Linked DNA regions of Sus scrofa: region 2 is linked to region 1. Evidence: chromatin contacts called from public HiChIP or PLAC-seq data. All regions are on one chromosome and are shown on one strand. The core of a region is the stretch at or near the end of the contact, and the rest is flanking DNA. Distances in the headings are between cores, read along the strand shown. Region 1 has its middle 140 kb from the start of TSPO2. Region 2 holds the start of TSPO2 (translocator protein 2).

Region 1 (6,395 bases), core at 2,517-5,016:
GGTGGGGTTGGGGAACACTGGCAACGCATGGGTGCTTAAATCTTCAACCCTGTGTTTCTGTTTTCCCAGGATGATTGCGTCTCTCTCAAGTCTTTCTCTACCTCTTCTATGGGGGTAACTCCTGAATCTGGCATCTTCAGGCCAGATCTCTCTCTTGAGCTTTAGCTTGAACTTGAGCTTGAGCTCTTTGGAGCTTGCAATAGAGGATCTGCTAACATCTCCAGCTACCCCCAGACCCGATGTGGCCAACCTTGAACCCACCACCTCCTTTTTCTCTGCATCCTTCTGCCTGAAGTCTCCTCTCCCCTGCCCCCTGCCCCATCTCTTTCTCTCTTCCACTCACCCAAGCCCCAAGGCCAAGGTCTGTCCTTTCTCCTGCCCCATCCGATGACCACATCCTGCTGTTGACCATCCTTCCCTCCTCTCCAGTCTCCGAGAGCTGCCCTGGTTCAGGCGGTTACCCTGCCCCCAGCATATGGCCTTTGCCTCCTACCTCAGTCCCACTCTCCTCCCGTGCATCCTCAGTCCTTGACCAAAACTGCAAATCCAGGGCCACTTCCAGCTTCCAAACCATCGTCAGTAGGATGACTGGAGCCCTTCACCTCAGTGCTCAGGCGCCCCCTCAGCTTGGGAGCACCCCCTCTGGAGCCACCCCCAGCCCCTCTTTTTCTCTGAGCACAGTACTTGTCCTGCATATGCCCTGGACTATCACGTGGGAGGGTCACCAAGCCTGTTACTCCTTCTGCCTGGAAAACCCTCCTCTCCCACCCACCCAAACCTTACCTTTGCCTGAGTAACTGCTACCCAGGCAAATCATCCGTCTGTGCCACTTCCTCCTAGAAGCCCTCCCTGACCTCCCCAGAGTCTCGATCCAGGCACCCTCCTCAGAGGCCCCACTAACCGGTACCAGGCATCACTCGCAGCATCTTTTAACATAGTCTGTTTACTGTCTGGGATCCCATGTAGATGGAAGTTACCTCCCCAACATCTGTGACCCTTTTCTTGATTTTATCAAAGCAGGAAAATCTTCAGCCCTCAGGCGGATGATGATATTACTAGTTAACACTTACTGTGAGCTCAATACTGTGCAAAGCAATTTTTACACTAACCTATAGGGTGTCATTGTCACCATTTTACAGATGGGAAAACTGAGAATGAGCAAAGCTAAGCACTCTGCCCAAGGATATATAATTAAGAATTGGAGGAGTTCCCTCGTGGCTCAGTGGGTTAAAGATCTGGTGTTGTTACTGCTGTGGCTCTGGTTACAGCTGTGGCACTGGTTCGATCCCTGGCCTGGGAACTTCCACATGCCATGGCATGGCCAAAAAAAAAAAAAAAAAAGAATTGGTGGAGCCAGGGTTTGAACTCAGGCCATCTGGCTCCAGAGTCTGTGCTCTTATTGGAGATGCTATACTGCCTTTGTTGTGAATGATGCATCATCATTGGCTCACAGTGGTCATTTTTAGCATCCCTTTTCCATCAGCCTGTGAATTGTCCAGAAACGGACATGGGGCCTGGGTAAGGCCAAGGGGACATAAAAAGAAGTCAGCAGGGCGCTGCTGGGGAAAATATTCTTTCCTGATAAGAAGAGAGGTGAGGGCCTCTGACCTGCCTTACTCCTGTCTTAGGGCATTAGGATACTGCCAGGGGGATGGGCAGCCATTGCCCCCTGATGGGAGATATCGCTGACACATCAAAAATAGCAGAGCAGGAAGATGCCAAAAACCTGGGTTCTTGGTGACATTGCTGCACTGAGGAGCTGGCAGCTTCTGGAGATTCCAGCCCAGGACTTTCTTTTCTTTCTTTCTTTCCAGCTGCACTCACGACATATGGAAATTCCCAGGCTAGGGGCTGAATCAGAGCTGCAGCTGCCAGCCTACACCACAGCCACAGCAATGCCAGATTCTTAACCCACTGAGCGATGCCAGGGATCGAACCCTCATCCTCATGGATACTAGTCGGCCACAATGGGAACTGCCCAGGATTTCTTTCTTATTTCATGAGATGGGTGTCTGAATTGCTTAAGCCACAATTAGGTGAACATTCGGTTACCAGCTGCCCAACCCATATGCTAAAATGCCTAGAACTGTGCTCACATATAATAAGCTCTCCACGAAAGGCTGTTTAATCAGTAAAAAGCAAAAGAAGAAAAGGAGGATATGTGGGCAAACAGGTTAAACTCAAGACACTGCACAAATATGAGAAAAGCTGAATTTTTTCTGAGCCTAGTTAGGCTCCGTGGGTTCAGCAGGGTTGTGGGCTCCATGGCTTCGGTTGAGTTGCCACTTACTTCATTTCAAGTAGAAGAAAAGATGAAATTCCAAGTGCTGGGATGGACACCAAACATCGTGAGAGGAGACCCTAGGAATCGCTCACAACCATTCACCGCTTCTCCTTGGAGAGCGGGTAGAGCCTGTCCAAGGGCTACAAATTTGGTGAGAATTTTCAGAGAAACACATCCAACCAAAAGGAGGAATGGTATGGAACTCACCCGGGGCCAGTCTCTAAGACAGAGAGCTGCAAAGTCCTCTTCTTTCTTGGCCTTTGATTTAAGCTGATGAAATCGGAAAGTGTGGGGCTGCCCCTTGTGGTTCACTGTGGAGTCCTGAGGGCCACCCCAGAGTCTTCCTGTTAATTCACGACGAGCAGCAGGCACTCCCTCAGCAGACACAGGGCACAGCCTTGCTCTTTCTGTTGGATCTGCCAATCTGATTAGACCCCTGGGGATCACTGATCCACTACCATGCGCCTGAGGGAGTCGGGGTGGTATCTAATGCACCCCACTGTTGCAGCCCAGCCCAGCACGTACAAGACCTCTTGAGATTTGTCTCTGTGCCCCTACCTTCCCCTTTGCCATCCTTGGCTGTCCTTTATGAGACCCTATAGGAAACTGTACACTAATTCAATTTTCCCCATCAAAAGTCTGCCCTCTGGAATTCCCGTTGTAGCGCAGAAGGTTAAGAATGCAACTAGTATCCATGAGGCTGCGGGTTCAATCCACGACCTTGCTCAGTGGGTTAAGGATCCGGCATTGCTGCAAGCTGCCACGTAGGCTGCAGATGTGGCTCAGGTCCACATTGCCGTGGCTGTGATGTAAGCCTGCAGCTGCAGCTCTGGTTCGACCCTTGGCCTGGGAACTTCCATATGCCGCAGGTGCAGCCCTAAAAAGAACAAAGATAAAAAGCCTGCACTCAGAAAAAGTCTAACATCAGTCAGTGGCACACTAGTGTGAATTAAAGTCTTTCTCAGGGCTATTTGCTAACTAAATCTCATTGCCCCTAAGGCTCCTTTGATGTATTCATCTTGCAAGTTTTGGGTCAGGTCTTAACCATTGTTATGCACTGGTTCTCTCTTAATATTATTTCATGTTCATTTGCTTTCAAGTTCTCCAACTAGACTATCGGTACCTCAAAGACAAAGCTGACATCATCTACCCATACTTAGGATTTAATTACTTGGTCATTCATTTAGTCAACAGACATCTATTGGGTGTATCCTGGGTACTGGGCTCCGTGTTAGGTCTGAGGTTTCCAGCATGAGTAAAGCGTAATCCCTGCTTTCAAGCTCCAAGTCTCTGCGGGGCAGACACCCTGGAGGAACGGATAGTTAGGTCTCCTTCTCCTGAATGTCCAGGCGTCCAATCCTCCTTCTTGCTTCTATTTTTATCCTTGCCTCACCCCTCTCCCACCAGCCTGGGTCTGAGTGAGTCTGTTTCTTGCAATCGAGAGAAACCAATTACAACACACCCTAGGGCAAGAAACGTTTGAACTGCCTCTTAAAGGATCAGTGTAGGGGAAATGAGGGCATAGGGAGGATATGCCTGGCAGAGGGCACAGCACGAGCAGGAGCGCGAGGCCAAGAACAGCTTGTTGTGGGCGATGCCAAACACATGTGCATTCATTTCTATTTGGGGCCCTCATTGTGGAATGGAAGGCTTTGTCCACAGGAAAGCCATCCCCAACATCCAAAGGCTGATAGAGAAGGTATTTCGGGGACATGCGTAGGGGAAAAAATCCCTTTCCCGGGAGCCTGCAAAAACACACGAGGTAGGCAGCTGTCCCCAAAGACCAAAGCCGAAGGCCAATTCTGCTGATTCACAGCAGCCTATTTGATGGCCAAGGATGCCTCGTAAGAGGGAGCAGCCTACAGGCAGCAGCCAAAGGCCTGGGAGAGAGAAACGTTCTCAGAAAGGGAGTGGCCAAGCGGAAAGGGACCCCAAGAGATTGTGGCACTCAGCTGATTCCAAGGGCCTCGCACCAAGTTGGGGAGCCCGTGGCATCCGGACCCAGCCTTCCATCCCTTGACAAACATCCCATTTCCCAGCAGTTTAGTACTTTTGCATCAGAGGCATTCCGACTCCCAAAGCCCGGGGGTGTAGGAGTTCAGGGGGTATTAATATGATAAGCTAGATGAGATCCACTCTTCAGCTTCCCAGAAAAGGCTGGCTCCAGCAGACAGAGCCAAGTGACACACACTCTAAAATAATCCCCGGCATCTAAACAAGGCAACGTTATCCCCCTCCCCCAGCCAAGATGCCACTGGGCTGCCAGCTCGCCCTTCATCTCCCAAGCTTCTGGGGAGGTTACATCCTGATGAAAGGTTGGTGAGAGTCGACTTAATTCTACAGAAATTAACTGAAGATCTACCAGACGAAGCTTGCTGTTGGAGAAGTAAGATGAGCTTAGGCTTTCTTACTGGGGACCCAGTCCAATCATGCAAACGCCAGGGGGTCAGATGTGCTTAACAAGGACACCCTTGCCCTGTAAGGACATTCGCTCTGAGCTCTGGCTTCCATCCAGCCCCAGGGATTGTCTTTCCATGACCTGAAGTGGCATCTTGCTTGCCTTTCATCTACCTGAAGCCACAGACCTCATTAGCCTTTTTTAAAAGCAGCGCCCCTTGGCTTCCCCCGGGCTATAAAGTTGGCTACTTAAGGGCAGAGCTTGCCCATTCAAATGCAGGTTCACTGAGGGCACAGTCTTGTTCATTGTTTCATTCCCAGCACATAGGGCAGTGCCCAGCACAGAGTCGATTCAATAGATGTTTGTTGAAGGAGAAAAGAATGTGTCGGGAAGTTCCTGTGGTGGCTCAGCCATAAAGAATGCGACTAGCATCCACGAGGATGCGGGTTCAATCGCTGGCCTCGTTCAGTGGGTTAAGGATCCAACATTGCCATGAGCTATGGTGTAGGTCGCAGATGTGGCTTGGATCTGGCATTGCTGTGGCTGTGGTGTAGACCAGTAGCTACAGCTCCAAATTGACCCCTAGCGAGGAAACTTTCATATGCCGCAGCTTTAGCCCTGAAAAGAAAACAACAACAACAAAAAGAGTGAGGCTGCAAAACTCTGGGCCCCCGCCCTCAACCTCAACAGAAGCCAAACCTCAGTGTGTGTGTATGTGTGGGAGGGTGTAGGTGTGTGTGTGCCCATGCATGCATGCTCACCCCACACACACACTCAATATCACTGTGTGGCCCTGGGGGTGCTGTGCAATTTCCAGGTTCTGTAACCTTTCTTTTTTTTCAAAGTTTCCTGAAGATTATTGCTAAAGAGCATCTTGCAAGCATAGTAAGAACCAGAAGGGCCAGTACAACACAACGTGCTTCTCAGTAGGCTGAGACTAGTATTCAAGTGGCAGCACAGACAAAGCAAGAGTGTGGAGATGTGGGAGGAAGATTGGCAAAGAAGACACTGTGTGAGTTAGTCTTAAGTTTAGCAGACAAGAGCACGATGAAGAGGCATGTCCAAGCCTAGGGAAGAGCTTTTGTAAAAGCCCTAAGTGTGAAAAGTCATGTGAATGATGTACACCCGCGTCTGTGGGCACATGTGCCCAGGACATGTGGACAGAGTATTCCTGGTGGCCCTGTTCAAACAGGAAATTAAAACCAACCAATAGAAATAACAGCAGGAGAACATCCTTTAAAATCAGGTATAATTATATAGTGGATTACTATACAGGAGTGAAAAATGAAAGGATTATAGCTACGTAGCTCATGGATGAATCTTAGGGATATAAAGTTGATCAAGAGAATAGCCAAAGAATTTGTCCAAGGTGATTTGACTTATAAAACATTCATAAAGATTGTGTAAAACTGAAAGGCTTTTGTTGTTGTGGGTGCAAAAAATAAATAAATAAATAAAAATAAACAGTGAGGAGGCCAGTGTGGCTAGAGCACAGAGAATGTCAGTGAGAGAAGGAGGAAGTGGCTGCAGGGGCTGATGGGACAGAAGTGATGGGATCCCGATCATCCAAAAGCTTTGGGTTTTTCTCTGTGTGGGGTGAGAAAGTGACCTAGGCCAAATTGTTTTTATTTTATTTTATTTTGACCAAGCCCACAGCTTATAGACGTTCCTGGGCCAGAGATCGAACTCACACCACAGCAGTGACCTAAACCA
Region 2 (6,395 bases), core at 2,810-5,309, 140 kb after region 1:
CTTAGTTCGCAACTGCAGCTTGGATGTGATCCCTGCCCTGGGAACTCCATATGCCGTGGGGCAGCCAAAACAGAAAAAAAAAAAAAAAAAAAAAAAAAACAGTAGAAAAGCCAAGTCACAAAGAGCTCGACATCCTCTTGTAAGAAACAAAGCTGTACACAAGGACAGATACACATTTATGGAGACAGAGGCAAATGACAGAGAAAGGCCTGAGGCTGGGCTGCGTCATAAAAATGTAATTGAGCCCCAGATGTGCTTTTAAACGTTCTAGGGGCCACCTTAAAAAAGTAAAAAAGAAACAGGAGACATTCGTTTTAATAATATATTTTATGCAGCCTAATGTATTCAAAATGTTACCATTTTGACAGGTAATCAATATAAAATTGTTGAGATAGTTTACATTCTTTTCTCACACTGAGCCTTTGTGTGAGTTTTACACCCACAGCACCTTGCAGTTGGGACTTGCGTTATGTCACAGGCTCAGGAGCCACCCTGCTAGTGATTCCTGTGTTGGACAGGGCAGGTCAGGAGGATAACCCTTCCCACTGGCCGTTACTGGAATAGAGGAGAAAACAGGTGGCTGGAGGAGGTGAACAAAGGTTTTCTATTTTCTTAAACGGTTTTCCTGTAGTCTTCACATTTTTCACACCAAGCATGTCTTTATATTAACTTCGTAATTTTTTTTTTGTCCGCACCCACAGCATGCAGAAAGTCCCAGGCAGGGATTGAACCCAAGACCTGAACCACAGCAGTGACAGTGCTGGATCTTTAACCACTAGGCCACCAGGGAAGTCCTATAATTCTTTTTAAAAGCTATTAAAATTAGTGGGAAAAAAAAATAGGAGTTTCCACTATGGCCCAAGGGGTTAGGAACCTGATGGCAGCAGCAGATTGATCCAACACAGGCTCAATCCCCAGGCCAGCATAGTGGGTTAAAAGGTCTGTAGGTTGAAGCTGGGGCTGGGATTCAGTCCCTGGCCCAGGAACTTCCAGGTGCATAGGGTATGGCCATTAAAAAAAAGAAAGTGAAAAAAATAGCCTCTCTGAGTGACTGTGAAGATGGCGTGAGATCATGTGAAAAGTGTTCGTGGATGACAAAACCCTGTCCAAATATGTGGGCTTATTTGTGCTCCTCCTTCTGCCAGAAAGGTTGGAAGGTGGCCCATAGGGATACGTAAAATGCAAGAGTAATGGAAATTAGGAGTTTCCTTTGTGAATCGGTGATTAATGAAGCTGACTAGGATCCATGAGGATGAGGGTTTGATCCCAGGCCTCGCTCAGTGGGTTAAGGATCCAGGGTTGCGGTGAGCTGCAGTGTGGGTCGAAGACGTGGCTCAGATCCAGCATTGCTGCGGCTGTGGCGCAGGCTGGCAGCTATAACTCCGATTGGACCCCTAGCCTGGGAACCTCCATATGCCACAAGTGGGGCTCTAAGAAGCAAAAAAAGAAAAAGAAAAAAAAAAAGTAACAAAAGTTAAAAGTGGAAGCAAAAAGAGAAAGAAAAACAAAGTTGAAGGTCTCCAGGGAGGCCCACGTGCTTCCCAGCCTCATACTGGGCCCAGGCCTTCCAGCAGCTTCCCTGTAGAGGTGTCAGCTCTTCCCCAGGCCCTCCAGAATCTACTGCCTCCCCTTCCTACTTTCCCTCTTCCTCCCTTAATTTCCACCACCCGCCACACACACCCCCGACCAGACCAGCCACCTCACATGTCATTAATCCCAGCCTCTGGCCTCTGGTCCTGCTGTTCTCTGCTTCCCCCCCACCTCCTCCCCCACCACCTGCCTCATCTACCCACCTGGACCACACCTGCATCACTAGTACACACACACACACACACACACACACAGCTCCTTCTTGCCTGCCCTTGACTGTCTCACCCTCCAAGATCTCTCACCACTGCCTTCCCACCACACTAAGTAGCTTTTGCCCACATGCTGTCATGTGTGGTTTTTCCCACTCAAAGGACCAATTTCTGAGCAAGTGCTCTGTACCAGGCACGGTGGGAAGTTCAGTGCTGCCAATGGTGGCATCTTATTCGGCTCTCCAGGAGCTTCTGAGGTCGTGGGATCCATTCACTCTGAGGGTGAGGTCTGTGAGACACCACAGCCGTCTTCAACGTCCCCAGGGTCCCCGTGGTGGAATCCCTAGGATCCGAACTAGAAAAGCTCTTGGATTCCCACCCTCCACTCCCTTCACTCATGCCTTGCCCCAGGCCTCCCGCTCCTTCCTTGCCCACCTTCTTCCTTCCTTCCTTCTCTGCGGGACCCATGAAACCTGAGCTCCCTTCCTAGCTTCCCCGGACAGGGCCAAATCTCCCCTGTATCCTCAGGACTGAGCACCAGGGCCGGATCTGTTTCCCTGGGGAACCCATTGAAAAGGTAGACAAGGGAGTTCGCATCGTGGCTCCATGAACCCAACTAGGATCCATAAGGACACAGGTTCGAGCCCTGGCCTCGCTCAGGGGGTTAAGGATCCGGCGTTGCCGTGAGCTGTGGTGTAGGTCGCAGACGCAGCTCAGATCCTGAGTTGCTGTGGCTGTTGGTGTAGGCTGGCAGCTGCAGCTCCATTTCGACCCCTAGCCTGGGAACTTCCATATGCCACGGGTGCAGCCCTAAAAAGACAAAAAAAGAAAATGTAGACAAGAATCGAAGGAGTGGCATTGCTCCCCTAGCCTTAAAAATCCAACTCTGGGGTGTGGCTCTGGTGGAGCCCACCCATGAAGTAGCAAGCTGGCAATGCCCCAGATCCGGTGGGAATGGGGGGGTCAGAGCTGCTGGCTTCCCCTTCATTTGCAGCCAATCCTTCTGGTCCCTCCACTGTAAAGATAATTGGAATTATAACCGTAATCATAGTAGCTAACGTCCAAGGAGCTCTACTCCGTGCCAGGGTGTTAAAGCGCTCTACGTGGCCGAGCTCATTGGAGCCTCACAGCGACTTTATGAACTAGCTGTTATTTTTATCTCCATTTCACAGATAAGGAAGCCAAGTTTTCTCTCCCCTCCCAGTGGGGACAGAGGGTAGAAGATTAAGCTGCAACTGAAGGCAGAAGGGAAGGATGAGCAGAGACGACAAGAGCTTCCAGAAACACCCCCTTTCTCTTTCTCTGCCCCTTCTGTTCCCCCCGGGGGGGTCTCTTCCTGTCCACTGCGAGAGGAAATGAAGTTGGAAGAGAGAGACACAAAGATAAATTGAAGAAACAATAAATAGAAGGAGCTGAAGGCACATCCTTGGTGCCACAGCAAGTGGTACCCCCCCACCCTGTGCCCACCAAGGTGCCAGATATGGGGAAAGAAATGGGGGGCTCGCTGTTTCTATAGCAACAACCTTCCCCTGACACCTCCAAAGACCAGAATCAAATCCCCTGCACCCCATTGGGTGGCCCAGCGGAGTTCCCTTGCCCACCCTTCCAATCGGGAGGGTGTCTCACAGCGCCCCATTCATTATGGGTTCTGCAGCAGGTTAACTCCTCCCCCTCTAGCTCGGCCCCCCTTCTCCAAGACTGACAGCTCTCTATCCTCCCCTTAGCCCCAGGAGGGGGAAGGGTCGATCATCTACAGCACAGCAACCAGGTCAGTGCAGACCGGAGCCCCGTCACCCCAGCCCCACGCCTGACTCTTTATTAACCCCGCCTCCAGTTTGCCTTGTCCCAGCCCCAGGATCATCCTGGGTAGCACTCTCCGCAGATGGGGGGCCTTAAGGATGCCACCATCACCTGTCCCTGGGGAATCGCCTCCTCCACCACAAGGATCTAGGCTCCTGGGCCAAAGCCCTGCTCTTATCCTTTAAGGAAACACTCAACTCTTCTCCCATGTCACCAGTTCCTATTGCGTCAACTCAATCCCTGAACCGTCTCTAGTTAGTGAAGGATCTAAATTGTACTGCGATGAATGAGTCCAAACCTAAGTCCTAGGCAGCATTCATCAGCCCAGTTTATATTCTCGTAGCGCTGACCCCTGGTCCTCACATGCCCTGGGCAGTGGCCCTCCCTCAAGCCCCTTTCTCCTCGCCTCCTCCAGTGCAGGGTCTCCACACTCTGCCAGGTCTGGCTGAGCGGGCCAGGCTCCTCCCCTGAGCCCCAGGTGGCCCCGTCGTCGGAATACCCAACCCTCCCCAGCTGCACCAGGGGGTGCTCCCCTTACCGGGTAAGTGCTCCCAGAGGCTGCCGGCTTGTCCAGGAACAGGAGTTCCTTCTCTGAGAAATAGAGAGGTCAGCCTGACCCCGTCACCAGGCCAGCAGACAAGTGGAGGTGGGCGGGGAATCCAGGCGGGTGTGGCCTGGCGCTTTCTGCTTCCCGGCAGAGCCCTGGCCCCGGACGCCCTAAAGGAGGGTGGGGGACTCTGTCCCTGTCTGTTGGCAAAGTCCAGCTAAGGTAAGGGAGTAGCTGGGGATCCCATAAGTCAGTGGACTTAGCAGTCTAGGTCTGGAAGGGAGGGGACAGAGGGGACAACCTGGGTACAGGGGAAACCTCCCCACAGTGCCCTCTGCTGGTCAGTGCCGTCCCTAGCCGGAGGCTATTGAAAAGGCACAAGGTAAGAGGAACCCTAACCAGAGCTGCTCAGACTGTAATGTGTACACAAACCACCAGAAGGACCAGGGACCGTGTTAGAATGCGGGTTCTGATCCTGTAGGTCTGGGTGGGGCCTGATGTTCTACATCTTAGAAGCCAGTGATGCCACTGCAGCCTGTCCAGGGAGCTTAGACCATGCCTAGTCCCACCCCTTCCTGCACAGTATGATGGTGGAAGCACTCAGGGAGTTAATGACCCACAAGTTGCTGGCAGCCTTGGGACGTACCCATATCAGCTCCCTACCCAAGGCTCTTTCCATGGCCCACATGGATGCTGCCACCTAGGGGAGAACGCTTGCCAGCCTATCCTTCCTTAGACACTGCCACTGGAGTGAGATCTCTGTGTACAGAGGGATTTTTTTTCCAGCTGTTTGCTCTGTATCCTCAGCTCCTGGTATAGCCCAATCCATAGCAGGTGTTCAATAAAAGTTTGAATGAGGGAGTTCCCACTATAGCACCATGAGGTAAGGATCTCACTGCAGGGAACTGCTGTTGTGGTGCAGTGGAAACAAATCAGACTAGTAACCATGCGGTTTTGGGTTCGATCCCTGGCCATGCTCAGTGGGTTAAGGATCCAGCATTGCCATGAGCTGTGGTGTAGGTCGCAGATGTGGCTTGGATCTTGCGTTGCTGTGGCTGTGGCGTAGGCCGGCGGCTACAGCCTAATTGGACCCCTAGCCTGAGAACCTCCATATGTTGCAGGCACGGCCATAAAAAGAACAAAAAAAATTTTTTTTTAAATAAATAAAGACTTGGATGAATGAGTGAGCCAGATGAGAGGAAAGAGGAAGTACTTTGGAGCCAGACTGCCAGCCCTGAACCTGGTGACCCACCTGCGGGCTGTGCCATCGGAGGCCCATTGCTCAACCCCTCTGAGTCTCCCTTCCCCTGCCTATCAAATGCACATAATAATATTTACCTCGTGAGGCATAATGATGGCCATTATTGAGCTAATCAAGTGCGTACCACGACATGGTTGCTCCGTAAGTGGTAACTTGTCCCCATGGTCTGGCATCCAGCAGCAGAGGAAGCATGTAAACTCCCCCAGCCCCACAGTGATTGTCTTTGCAGAAAATAAGTAACTAATTGCTGCTGCTTTGGTCTTAGCTAATGATTCTCCAGCCTCTTGTCCTGGACTGCAAACCCCTGCCCTCTTCGGCCTTTCTGGGAGAAGGGGATAAACCCCTCTAAAGGGTGCCCAGGTCCCCAAAGGGGACGGAAGGGGCAAGGGAATGTTGGAGAGCGGCCAACCTGGAGAGGGGACCTCATGCCTAAAGGACCAGCAAGGAGCAGGTGCTCAGAACTGTGATAGAGACGAAGAGGGAAGGTGTTAGTCTTTGCTGAGCAAATTCTGTCTGAGTCACACAGGATGCTGCCTTCTCCTCTGAGTCATGAGTTTCTGGGGGTTTGTGCAACATCTGTCAAGCTTGATTCCAGGCCAGGAACAGCCATGCCCACTACGTGACTACGTCTCATGAGACCGTCTCTGAAGCTGGTGCTTGCCTCACTTGGGAACAGCCCCAGTTATAGGAGGGTCCTAGGAAAATGTGAGGGTCCCTGCCACTCCTGTGGACCCAAAGCTGGTTCCTAGGATGCAGAGATCATAGGCACCAGTAGGCTCTCAGCCAGGTGTTCAACTGTCTCTGGAGGTACGGGTCTCATAGTGCCAAAGCCCCAACCAGCCCCTCAAGGGTCCTCTCCAGATCAGGGGACCCCTGCTGAAAGGAACCATTTCTAGGGAGTTCCCATTGTGGCTCAGCGGTAACGACCCAGCTAGTATCCATGAGGATGTGGGTTTGATCCCTGACCGCCTTCAGTGGGTTAAGGATC

What was found. HiChIP or PLAC-seq counts read pairs in DNA pulled down with a chosen protein or histone mark.
Region 2: a contact with region 1 is called in an H3K27ac HiChIP or PLAC-seq map of skeletal muscle. The contact joins the promoter of TSPO2 here to the enhancer-like site in region 1. A contact is called at or near these places in 9 of 47 Hi-C or Micro-C datasets (brain, embryonic fibroblasts, fetal heart ventricle and 4 more) and 1 of 2 datasets of contacts at active chromatin or transcription factors (skeletal muscle).

What each region holds. Positions count from the first base shown.
Region 1 is chr7:36,204,620-36,211,014 of Sscrofa11.1, forward strand. No RefSeq gene overlaps it. Among named protein-coding and RNA genes, the nearest start is that of TSPO2, 140 kb to the right of the region's middle. Within about 2 kb of position 3,767, at least 3 of the 83 cell types and tissues checked have an H3K27ac peak or open chromatin away from gene starts, as enhancers often do. A contact at or near this core is called in skeletal muscle, where this site is marked.
Region 2 is chr7:36,342,968-36,349,362 of Sscrofa11.1, forward strand. TSPO2 (translocator protein 2) reads left to right here and starts at 4,060. Exons shown (of 4, transcript XM_021098667.1): 1 at 4,060-4,140. UNC5CL (UNC5C-like protein) reads right to left here and starts at 4,442. Exons shown (of 9, transcript XM_013977897.2): 1 at 4,138-4,442.